Linked DNA regions of Macaca mulatta: region 1 is linked to region 2. The links are chromatin contacts, called in public Hi-C maps. All regions are on one chromosome and are shown on one strand. The core of a region is the stretch at or near the end of the contact, and the rest is flanking DNA. Distances in the headings are between cores, read along the strand shown.

What was found. A called contact is a pair of places that touch in the nucleus more often than the background predicts.
Region 1: a Hi-C map of cortical neurons shows a contact between it and region 2, with 4 times the contacts expected there. The contact joins the promoter of PDXDC1 here to the promoter of NTAN1 in region 2. A contact is called at or near these places in 2 of 14 Hi-C or Micro-C datasets (CD4 T cells and cortical neurons).

Annotation. Positions count from the first base shown.
Region 1 is chr20:16,083,411-16,088,844 of T2T-MMU8v2.0, forward strand. It overlaps PDXDC1 (pyridoxal dependent decarboxylase domain containing 1), which reads right to left and starts at 1,385. Exons shown (of 23, transcript XM_077987162.1): 1 at 1,196-1,385. The coding sequence starts at 1,216.
Region 2 is chr20:16,004,452-16,010,540 of T2T-MMU8v2.0, forward strand. It overlaps NTAN1 (N-terminal asparagine amidase), which reads left to right and starts at 2,642. Exons shown (of 8, transcript XM_015125684.2): 1 at 2,642-2,760.

The sequences.
Region 1 (5,434 bases), core at 135-2,634, 78 kb after region 2:
ATGAAAACATCTGGCCTTTTACAATTATTGCCTTCAACTCTCCAGTGACAAGTGAACAAATCTACAGCAGCTGCTGCCTTGAAAAAAGACAAAATATATTATTCCTACCAGCTCAAAATTCAAATGTAGCCGTCTTAAAACACTAGCATTGCTCCTGAATGCCACATGCATGAAAAGCCGGGTGTGCACTGGACTGGACAAGCTGACTCCCAAGCTGGAACAGAGAGAAGGGCTTTGAGGGAGGGCAGAATGTCAGGTACCGAAAGCAGGAATCCATGAAGAAACCCAAACCGGTTCCCATTTACAAGCCCTAACACTGGGACAATGAGAATCCGTTTCACATGGTAGAGCAGTCAGCCAGGTACACCACGCTGCCGTTCCCCTAAAAGGAAATCAGAGGTAGGCTCTGTTACCAGTGGATTTGGAGTTGACTCGGGGATATCTCCTCGCCACTGGAAAGGGGGAGCCGGGAAGTTGTGGGGCAGCTGCGATCCCTGAAACTCAATTCGCAATCTACGCAATACCCACCCCTTTCTGGAACTCACAGAGGTTCTCGCCCGGTGTTCGCAGGCTTAGCATCGGAATCACCTTCGTGGGGCGGAGTGGGAGGGGGACGGTGGCGGTTAAACATGCAGATCTCGGTCCCGCCCCCAGAGGTTCTGACCCCGGGACTGAACCTCCACATTTTACCAAAGGCCCCAGGTGATTCCCACGCAGGCTGAAGTTGGAAAACCACTGCTTTAGCAATTTTCATTCCTAACTTGGAGACCAAGAAAAACCTACAGGTTTGCAGCTGGCTCCGAAATAACTGCGGCTTCTTTCCGGGAGCATCTGGGGTCGCCAACGGAGAGCTCCCAGTACTCCGAAAGGGCCAGCCGAGTTCAGGCCGGCCACTCACGGAACCTCGGCAGGGCCCAAGGTCGGCCCCACGGTCCCAGTTCTGGGCTCCGGGCCCCTCACGGCCCCCACGGAACCCCGCCCAGCCTCTTCGGCCCACGGGGACCCGAGAGACACCCGGTCCCGTGACGCGCCCGGGCCCCAGCCGCCCTCCTGGCGAGGCCTCCTCAGGCGGGGCCCGTCAGCCCGCGTCCCCCTGCCCGGGTCACAATGGCAGCTTGAGACTGGCAAACAGTCGCCTCGGAGGCGGGAGCCCCGGGCCGCAGCGCCGTCCCCATCGCCCCCTCCCGGTACGGACCTTCTCCAGGGACGCGTCCATGGCTGAGGCGGCCGGTGGTGGCCCAATGCTCCCGGGCACTACTTCCTCCTCCCGCGCCCGGCCGCTGTTTCCACGCTGGCAGCGCTGACGTCCTCCGCGCCCGTGGCCGGCGGGGCGGAGAGGAGGAGGAGCTGCCCAGCGGCGCCGCGGGCTGGCGAACCTGCGGGTTGAGGGGCGGCGGGGCGGGGCCCCGTGGAGGTGGGCGGAGCCCTCTGGGATTCCGTACCTGGGCCTCACGCCGGCCCTCCTTAACGTGCGTAGGCGAAAAGGGGAGGATGCCCGGTGGATTGTTCACCAAACTCACTCTTTCCAGCAGCCTGTCGGAATCAACAAGGTAGAAGTATAATAATCACAAAGTACTATTCATGGAGTGAAAGGCTGGAAATACTAGTGACGCACCTGCACTTCCGGACCCAGGGTTCCAAGTCTCCCGCCTCCCCTCCCGCTGTCATCCCTCGAGAATGGAACAGGCCATTCGCCACGAAGGCGGTGAGCGAGCGAGCACCCTTGCACATGCGCAGGACTTACAGCGTCCTCGGCGCCCAGGGACTTGGGGTTTTTGGGTTTGGGGGCTGCTTGGTGAACGCTGTTCGGCGAAGGCACTGATCTAAGCAGAGGTGTTTGTCTCAGACCTTCCCGCCGAATTATAGACGGGAAAAAATTGTTCAGACAACTGGGCCAGCCTCCTTCATGTAACAATTATAACTTGTCAGGTAATGGGTAATAATAATAATGATAATATTAATACATCAGCTGCTGCTCTTCCATTTTCCTATTTCAACAGCTCTAGGAGATCATCATTATCCCCATTTCGCAGTGCCGATCTAGGTATGATTCAGACCCGAGTCCCATGAGTCCACATACCGCTTCCACTCCCACTTTACTTTAAATGTTTTAAAAAGTTAATTTTTTATTAATTTTTTTATCTTGTTACCGATGAATTGAAGAGAAAAAAAATTTAAATCTCATTTTAATAAAGAAGCGGGGATGTCTCACTCTGTTGCCCGGGCTGGCTTCGAACTCCTGGCCTCAGGCGATCTTCCCGTCTCAGCCTCCCAAAGTGCTGGGATTACAGGCGTGAGCTACCACGCCCGGCCACTTCTGCAGTTTTACTGCAATGTGTTTCTAACGAATGGGGAAGGCGTACATTTGCATAGTAGATTCCTCCCACCTTAATGAGGGAAACTGATGTAGACTACCACAGTTGCAATCAATGGAACACTTCACCTCTGCGATGACGCTACAACCACAAATCTTACTCCTTTTCTCCCTGTTTTTTCTTTTTTTCTTTTTTCTTTTTTTTTTTTTTTTGAGATGGAGTCTCGCTCTGTCGCCCAGGCTGGAGTGCAGTGGCGCGATCTCGGCTCACTGCAAGCTCCGCCTCCCGGGTTCACGCCATTCTACCGCCTCAGCCTCCCAAGTAGCTGGGACTACAGGCGCCCGCCACCGCGCCAGGCTAATTTTTTGTATTTTTAGTAGAGACGGGGTTTCACCATTCACAGGATGGTCTCGATCTTCTGACCTCGTGATTTGCCCGCCTCGGCCTCCCAAAGTGCTGGGATTACAGGCGTGAGCCACCGCGCCCGGCCTTCTCTCCTGTTTTATACTCTTCCTCCCGAAATCCGTGTAACAGGGTCACGTTTTCAGCGCAGTAACTCCATGTTTTGAGCTATCTATGTTGTATTTGGTAAATTGCCTGGTTCTGTTAATAAAATTATTTTCTACCAAAAAACCCTTGTGTGCTGGTTTAGACTGTACTGTGGGAATTATTCAGACTCTCTAAAGAACTTTTCAAACAGAAGGAATGACAGATTTATATCTTTCAAGAACCGAAGACTGAATGTATCCCCGCTTGAACAAAACAAGTCACTTTTCCAATGTGTTATGAAATTGTTCAAACATGTAGAAAAGTTGAAACAATTGTACAGTGAACAACCATGTACCCACTACCTAGATTCTACAATTAATTTTCCCTATATTTCCTTTATCACACATGCATCCATATATCCACCCATCGATATAAGTACATTCAACCTCTGAGCACCTCAGCATGGGTATCATTCAAAACTAGTATAAAGTCACCTCCAAGTTTCTGTGGATTACATTACAAAGTATAATCGATTCTACAAAACAAATACTAGAGAGAGAAAAGTTAACTTTACTGTTTGAAAAGTAGACTTTGACAACCCAATGTGAAAAAGTGGAAATAATCAACCAGATTATTTATTATATTTAGCCAAATATTTATTGACTGCCATCTTGGACAGTTGTGCTGGAAATAGTATGTAGAAGAGTAAGAGGCTGGTTCAAGACCAGCCTGGCCAACATGGTGAAACTCCGTCTCTACTAAAAATACAAAAAATTAGCTGGGCGTGGTGGCAGACACCTGTAATCCCAGCTACTTGGGAGGCTGAGGCAGGAGAATCACTTGAACCCGGAAGGCAGAGGTTGCAGTGAGCCGAGATTGCAGCACTGCACTCTAGCCTGAGCAATAAGGTGAGACCCCGTCTCAAAAAACAGTAAAAATAAAAATAAGAGGCTGGGCCAGGCACGGTGGCTCACCTCCTGTAATCCCAGCACTTTGGGAGGCTGAGGCGGGCGGATCACAAGGTCAGGAGATCGAGACCATCCTGGCTAACACGGTGAAACCCTGTCTCTACCAAAAATACAAAAAGAAATTAGCTGGGCGTGGTGGTGGGCGCCTGTGGTCCCAGCTACTCCGGAGGCTGAGGCAGGAGAATGGTGTAAACCCGGGAGGCAGAGCTTGCAGTGAGCCGAGATTGCAGGACTGCACTCCAGCCTGGGCAACACAATGAGACTCCATCTCAAAAATAAAATAAATAAAAAATTAAAAAATTTTAAAAAGGCAGGGTGCGGCGGCTCATGCCTGTAATCCCAGCACTTTGGGAGGCTGAGGTGGGCAGATCACCTGAGGTCAGGAGTTCGAAACCAGCACAGCCAACATGGTGAAACCCCCTCTCTACTAAAAATAAAAAAATTAGCAGAGTGTGGTGGTGTGCGCTTGTAATCCCAGCTACTCGGGAGGCTGAGGCAGCATAATCGCTTGAACCTGGGAGGTGAAGGTTGCAGTGAGCCAAGATTGCACCACTGCATTCCAGCCTGGGTGACAAGAGCAAGACTCTGTCTCCAAAAACAAACACACACACACACCACAAAGACAAGCTCTCTGCCCTAAAGAAAAACACTATTTTCTCTCTGCCCTAAAGAAAAACACTATTTTCTCTCTGCCCTAAAGAAAAACACTATTTTGGGTAGAGGTTTTTACTTTGGGATGCAGATGGAGGTCTCTGAAACTATACTCAAAATTTGTTGTGTGTGTGAGTGCATTTTTCTGGGGAAAACATCCATCGTTTTCATGATATACTCAAGTCTGTGACTCCCCCATCCCCAGAAAAAAAAAAACAATGTTGAAACCATTTGGCTTGTGGATGCACAGATAGGAAAACTGATAAATTATAAAGCAGCATTCTATGGACTAGTGAAGAGAGATAAGCAGAATATTGTACAATTTGGAGCATGAAGCCATCAGTTGTGGGGAGGTTTAATCTCTACAGACATATGGCTTTATGTGCTGCTAACAGACCTTTCTTTTTCTTTTCCTGAAGTGTAGTGGCCTGATCTCGGCTTACTGCAACCTCTGCACCCCGCCCCCCACCCAGTTCAAGTGATTCTCCTGCCTCAGCCTCCCCGAGTAGCTGCGATTATAGGCGTGCACCACCTCATGCACTGTATTTTTAGTAGAAACGGTTTTACCATGTTGGCCAGGCTGGTCTCAAACTCCCAACTTCAGGTGATCCTCCTGCCTCTGCCTCCCAAAGTGCTGGAATTACAGGCCTGAGCCAGCAAGCCTGGCCTCAAATACTTCTTTTTTTTTTTGAGATGGAGTCTCACTCTTTCACCAGGCTGGAGTGCAGTGGCACAATCTTGGCTCACTGCAAGCTCTGCCTCTCGGGTTCAAGCAATTCTCCTGCCTAAGCCTCCTGAGTAGCTGGAATTACAGACTTGCACCACCACATCCAGCTAATTTTCTTTTTTTTTGCTCTGTTGCCCAGGCTGGAGTGCAGTGGTGCAACCTCGGCTCACTCACTGCAACCTCTGCTTCCCAGGTTCAAGCAGATCTCCTGCCTCAACTTCCCAAGTAGCTGGGATTACAGGTATGTGCCACCATGCCTGGGTAATTTTTGAATTTTTAGTAGA
Region 2 (6,089 bases), core at 1,392-3,891:
GTGATCCACCCCCTCAGCCTCCTGAGTAGCTGGGACTACAGGTACGCACCACCACACCCGGCTAATTTTTGTATCTTTAGGTAGAGATGGCATTTCACTATGTTGGCCAGGCTGGTCTTAAACTCCTGACCTCAAGCAATCTGTCCGCCTCGGCCTCCCCAAGTGCTGGGATTACAGGCGTGAGCCACCATGTCTGGCCTCAAAAAATTGTAATTTAAAAAATACTTCCCTGTATATATTCTTTGAACCTTGCCATCAGCCTTTTTGTGAGGTAGGCAGGTTGGTTTCCTATCTTGAAACGGGCTTTCCAACATTGTAATTAGTGCTTTCTTTTTCTTTTTTTTGTTTTTGAGACAGGGTCTTGCTCTAATCACCCAGGCAGGAGTGCAGTGGCGCAGTCGTGCCTCATTGCAGCCTTGACCTCTCACGCTTGACTGATACTCCTGAGTAGCTGGGACTACAGGCCCGCCACCATGCCCAGCTAATTTTTGTATTTGTTGGAGAGGCAGGGTTCCCTGTGTTGTCCAGCCTGGTCTCGAACTTCTGGGCTCAAATGAGTCCTTTGGCCTTTCAAAGTGCTGGGGTTACGGGCATGAGCCGCAGTGCCGGCTACACAGCTGCTATTGCTTCCTCATTGCCTGTAGACCAAAATTTGTGGAGCTGGGGTGGAAGAGCGGTAGGGAGTGGTTTCCTGCTTGTTATCTCGCTCATTTAGTCCTTTAGCGCAGGACTCAGCCTAGGAGATTGATAACCTGAGGTTACTCGAAAAAAGATCACCCAAAAGTGAAAAACCATTTAGGCAAATTGCACCAGCCCCAGGCAGAACCCATAGACCCTTGTTCTTCACCTTTGCACTTCCAAATGCCTCACTTTCATTGACTACTCTTTGCTCTGCAATTCCAATAATAGCTATCTTTAGAGTGTTTAGTATGTACCAGGTGAAACATGCTATTCTACAAAACCAGTTCAGGGAAGTTAAGTAGCTTGCTCCAGGCCAGCCTGCTCGTCATTGATCACCCTGGATTCAAACACTGTTTTTAGCTCAGATTTTCCTAGTTGGGACTTACTTCATGTCACCTGTGTTAGAATGAGTTGTTTACAGTCTAGGAGCATCTTATAGTGATGGAGAGCACTGCCTTTGGAATCATGCAAAGCTGGGTTCAGTCTTGGTGCTGCTACTAATTTCTACCACTTTGAGCAAGTTACCGTATCTGTTATGACGGAGGTGTTGATAGTAGCGCCTGGATTTGTGAGGACAAATGACAAATGAGGTGTTGATAGTAGCTCCTACATTTGTGAGGATAAACGAGAAATGTAGGTGTAATAATACAGAGAAATAATTTCCTGGTAGCTAGAAATAGAGTTATTTTGGGTGGGAAGTTGGATAACCTGGCAATGGGAACACCCTCTTCTGCAGTCACTTCTTTACTGTAGTAAATTTCCTGGTATTTTTGTTGAATGGGGTGTGTAAGCTGAGGGGAGATTTATGAAAGACGATGAATACAGATGATACAATTCTAATGAAGTTTCTGCTCTATCATGTGGCTCCTCTGTAGCTTCTGTAAACTCACCACTGCATCTTTTGTAAAATTACTTTTTGTTCATGTGCTGCAGAGTCGGATGAATTTGAGCAGTATTTCCAGATTTGAGAAGAGAGCTCCACGGTGAGACGCCTCTCGCCTTGGGGACCAGTCATCAGATTAGGGGCTGTGCAGTCAGTATCTGCAAATCCTTCCCCCACGATTCCCAGCCCACCTGTGAGTGGCCTATTGGATTCCAACCACGAAGTGTTATCGATGATCTCTTCAGTACGTGGGGCTAGCACAGTTCAGCATATATTTTCCCAGTTTAAGACTCTTTACGTTTATTATTATTATTATTTTTAGAGACAGAGTCTCCCTCTGCAGTGCCCAAACAGCTCATTGCAGCCTCCCACTCCTGGGGTCAAGAGATCCTCCCGCCTCAGTCTACAGAGTGGCTGGGATTACAGGTGCATGCCACCATGCCCAGTTAATGTTTAAATTTTTGGCAGAGACGAGGGTATGGGGGAGGGTGGGTCTCGCTATGTTGCCCAGGCTGGTCTCGAACTCCCGGCTTCAAGCGATCCTCCTGCCTCGGCACCCCAAAGCTCTGGGATTACAGGCGTGAGCCACCGTGCCCGCCTGATTAGGTTTATTACTCATTGAATACAATCCTACGGAGCTGCACAGCAGGGTCCCAAACTCAAGCTTGTGGAAGGTCACACCTGGGAAGCGTGGAGCAATGACCTAAAGCGCAGTAGCCGCAGCCAGAACCCGCCCCGGGAACTCCCCCGGAGGCTCTCTTGGCTCGCACAGCCGCTCCCTGGCCGCTCCCCTTTCCCCGCCTCCTTCACTCCCACGCTTTTGGGACTACACTTCCCAGCGCCCCTTGCGGAGGAGGCGGGCCGCGAGCTGCTTCCGGGGCCGCTTCCTGGCTTTGGACTACATTTCCCGTGAGGCCTTGCGGCCCCGTCCTGGATTTCTCCAGACTCTTCGGCCAGCGCCGCCTCCGCCTGGACTCCACTTCCCGGCAGCGCCCGCGGCGGGGCGGGGCAGGACGAGGCGGGACGCGCGGCCCGAGGGGCGGGGGTGGCGGGCGGCCCGGGGCTGCGGGGGGGGCCACCGCCTCCCTGGGCCTGCCTGGGCGACCGCCTCCGCGATGCCGCTGCTCGTCGAGGGGAGGCGAGTGCGGCTGCCGCAGTCCGCCGGGGACCTCGTCCGAGCCCACCCGCCTTTGGAGGTGAGCGGGGCGCGGCGCGGGGCTTCGGGGCGGGCCCGAGGGGAAGCTGCAGGGCGGGCGAGCGCCCTCCTCACCCCGCCGCCGCCCGTCTCACGCGACACAGACTTGAAACTTGGCGCTGTCTGCACGTCCGGAGCCCTGATTGTTGGCTCGCGCCTTCCCCTTGAGGGGTCCGGGAGCTTTTGCCTTCTTGAGACTTCAGCGGACTGCAGCGGAGGCCACTCTCTGACGGGGGAGGGGACGGGTGCCCAGAGAGGTTAGGTGACTAGCCCAAGGTCGCACAGCACCGCGGCTTGAGGACACGCCGGGACCCTTATTCCCAGACGGGGCGGCTGCAGCCCCCAGAGGGGCCGGTCCGTTTAGGCAAATCCGGCCGCCCGCCTTCGGGGACCGGCAGCCTGCCGTGAACGTTGCCTCGTCCTTGCGTCCCCGTGAAGCAGGAGGTTATTCCAGGGCGGGCTTCGGAGAGCGTTTGGGCCGGGGGATCTTGGCGGGGACCCCCATTCCTTCCTCCTCTCTCCCCTACCCCCGGGGCGTAGGGCGCCGAGTTATTTTTAGCCGGAAGAGCGAGCCTTGCAACCCAGCTGGGCCATAGGACCACGCCCTGATGCACGGGTTTTGTTTGTTTTTTCTGCTTTTGTGCTCAAATGGATCTCTCAACTCTTGTCCACGCTTCTGCAAGGGCTGTTGGCAAGGGGGTTCTTAGTTTTTAAAAAGAGCGGGGCGTGGAGCGGGGGAGGCAAACGTCCTACTTGCCATAGATCCTGTTAAAGGGGACTCAATCAGTTCGTTGATTTGAGAATCAAATATCGAGCCCCTAATATCTGTTGGGCACCGTACTTATCACTGTCCCTACCCTCGGAGTGTTTATAGTCTAGAAGAGAGAATGGTTTCTGATGGAAGAAGGCTCAGATACTGTAAACTGTTAAGTGCCATAAAGAAAAAGCGTCCCCTTTCACTCTGAGATGTGAAGCACAGGAACCTGACCAAGTGTGTGGGGTTGGGGAAGGCATTTAGAGGTTTCATCTGTCACAGCTGTACAGTTTGTGATTATTTTGTTTGCTCGTTTGTTCTCTATTTGATCTGTTCCCAGAATGTAAGCCTCCTGAAGGCAGATAAGAGTAGTATCCTCGCTTTTGTATCCTCAGAGTGTAGGACGGTCCCTGGCATAGAATTGACGCTCAGTAAAGATGTGTTGCATAAACGAGGGCACAAAATAACCCCTGAACGTGATCTGAAGGGTGAGAAGTACTTACTGACAGGAGAAGGCAGACAGCTCTGTGTGATTCTCAGCTTGCATTTCAGGACCGACCATCGTCTGTTAGCCAACATGCACCGAGCTAGGTGTGGTGGTGTGTCATTTTATCCTTGCATTGTGTTACTGTCTTGTTAACTAGCGAAGTCAGGAGTAGGACTCACCAAGGAAAAATAATTTCAGCAGCCTGAAGAATTTAGGGGACGCTCTACTTTTGTCTGTTTGAAAATGTTCGTGATAGAAAGTTAGATGGGTGTCCCGGGCTGCACACTTAAGTGTGGAGGGGGATTTGGTGACATACCGGGACTGCTCCTCTGGAAGGAAGGTTTTGGCCTATTTAAGAAGACATGTCCTAGAAAGACTGTACTGGGGACCAGTTTGTGTTACAGGAACTTTGGAAGGGGGCAATCACCTTGATTTGCGGCAGTGTAAGTGAAGGATGCAGGCACGAGACAGATTTGAAAAGAAGGGTGAAGGCATCGCAGCTGGGCAAGCCGCCTGGGGCGTGGTGGGCAGGAGGGGAAGGGCTCAGTGGGTGGGTGGCCTGGCCAGTTTCCCCAGAGCAGCCAGGGTGAGGAGGGGAAACATGGAAAGTAAACCTACAGAGGTGGATTGTACCCAGATGACCAAATGACCAAGGGGCTCAGATGGACTTTTCACCTACTTAGCAACAGGGAGACATTAAAGGTTGGAATTTTTTTTTTTTTTTGGAGACTGAGTTTCGCTCTGTGGCCCAGGCTGGAGTGCTGTGGCGCAATATCGGCTCACTGCAACCTCCGCCTCCCAGGTTCAAGCGATTGTTGTGCCTCAGCCTCCCAAGTAGCTGCGATTACAGGTGCACACCACCAAGCCCAGGTAATTTTTTTATTTTTGGTAGAGATGGGGTTTCACCGTGGTTGGCCGGGCTGGTCTCGAACTCCCGACCTCAAGTGATCTGACCATCTCGGCCTCCCAAAGTGCTGGGATTACCGGTGTGAGCCAGTCTGCCCGGCCTGGACTATTTTTATGTAATAAAGCAGGGTGTCCTCTTTGTAGGAAAGCAAAATATAATAATATAGAGAAGAAAAAAGTAATGTATGACTACAACCATTCTTCAGTTTGGTGGAAGTCGTAATGGAGGTTTTTCTTTGTACATAATTTGCTTTTAAACAATGATAGCTTGCTATATGTTGTTTTACGTGTCTTTTTCATGTAACGATGTGTTCTGAGTATGGAGTACCAACAGTTCAATGCCTGTGTGTAGCTATGACTAGCAAATAACAATAACAGTAATACAGTGGAAGCTGCCAAGCACCACAGCAAGTGTTACTGCTATTCCCATTTTACAGATGAGAACTGTGAGGCACAGAGAGGCTGGGAAACTGGCCCCAGGCCCCACATCCTGGGAGCCGGGAAGCCAGGATTGGAACCCTGGCAGCCTGCCCTTACCTCTGGAGCCGCGCTATTCAGTACAGTAGCCACGAGCCATGTGGTTCCTTATGATTTAAATCAATTAAAATTAGACAAAATTGAAAACTCAGTTCTTCAGTAGCAGTAGCCACATTTCAAGTGCTGAGCAGACAGAGTGGCTCCTAATGAGACAGTATGAATATAGACTGACCATCCCTGCAGAAAGTTCCTTTGGCCAGAGCTGTTGAGAGCCCTCCCTTAGTCACTCTTAACCAGTCACTGGGTACGCGGTTACCAGTCCTGCAACATCTTGGGTGATATAGTTCCATAGAGTCTACAAGATGCTCACAGCATAGCGTAGTTCCTGCTTTTATTAATTTATTTATTTTTGAGAGACGCAGCCTTGCTCTGTCACCCAGGCTGGAATGCAATGGCGCGATCTTGGCTCACCGCAACCTCTGCCTCCCAGGTTCAAGCGATTCTCCTGCCTCAGCCTCCCAAGTATCTGGGATACCAGACATCCGCCACCATACCCGGCTAATTTTTGTATTTTTAGTAGAGATGGGGCTTCAACATGTTGGCCAGGCTGGTCTGAAACTCCTGACCTCAAGTGATCCTCCTGCGTCGGCCTCCGAAGTGCTGGGATTACAGGCGTGAGCCACTGTGTTGGGCCTCATAATTTCTT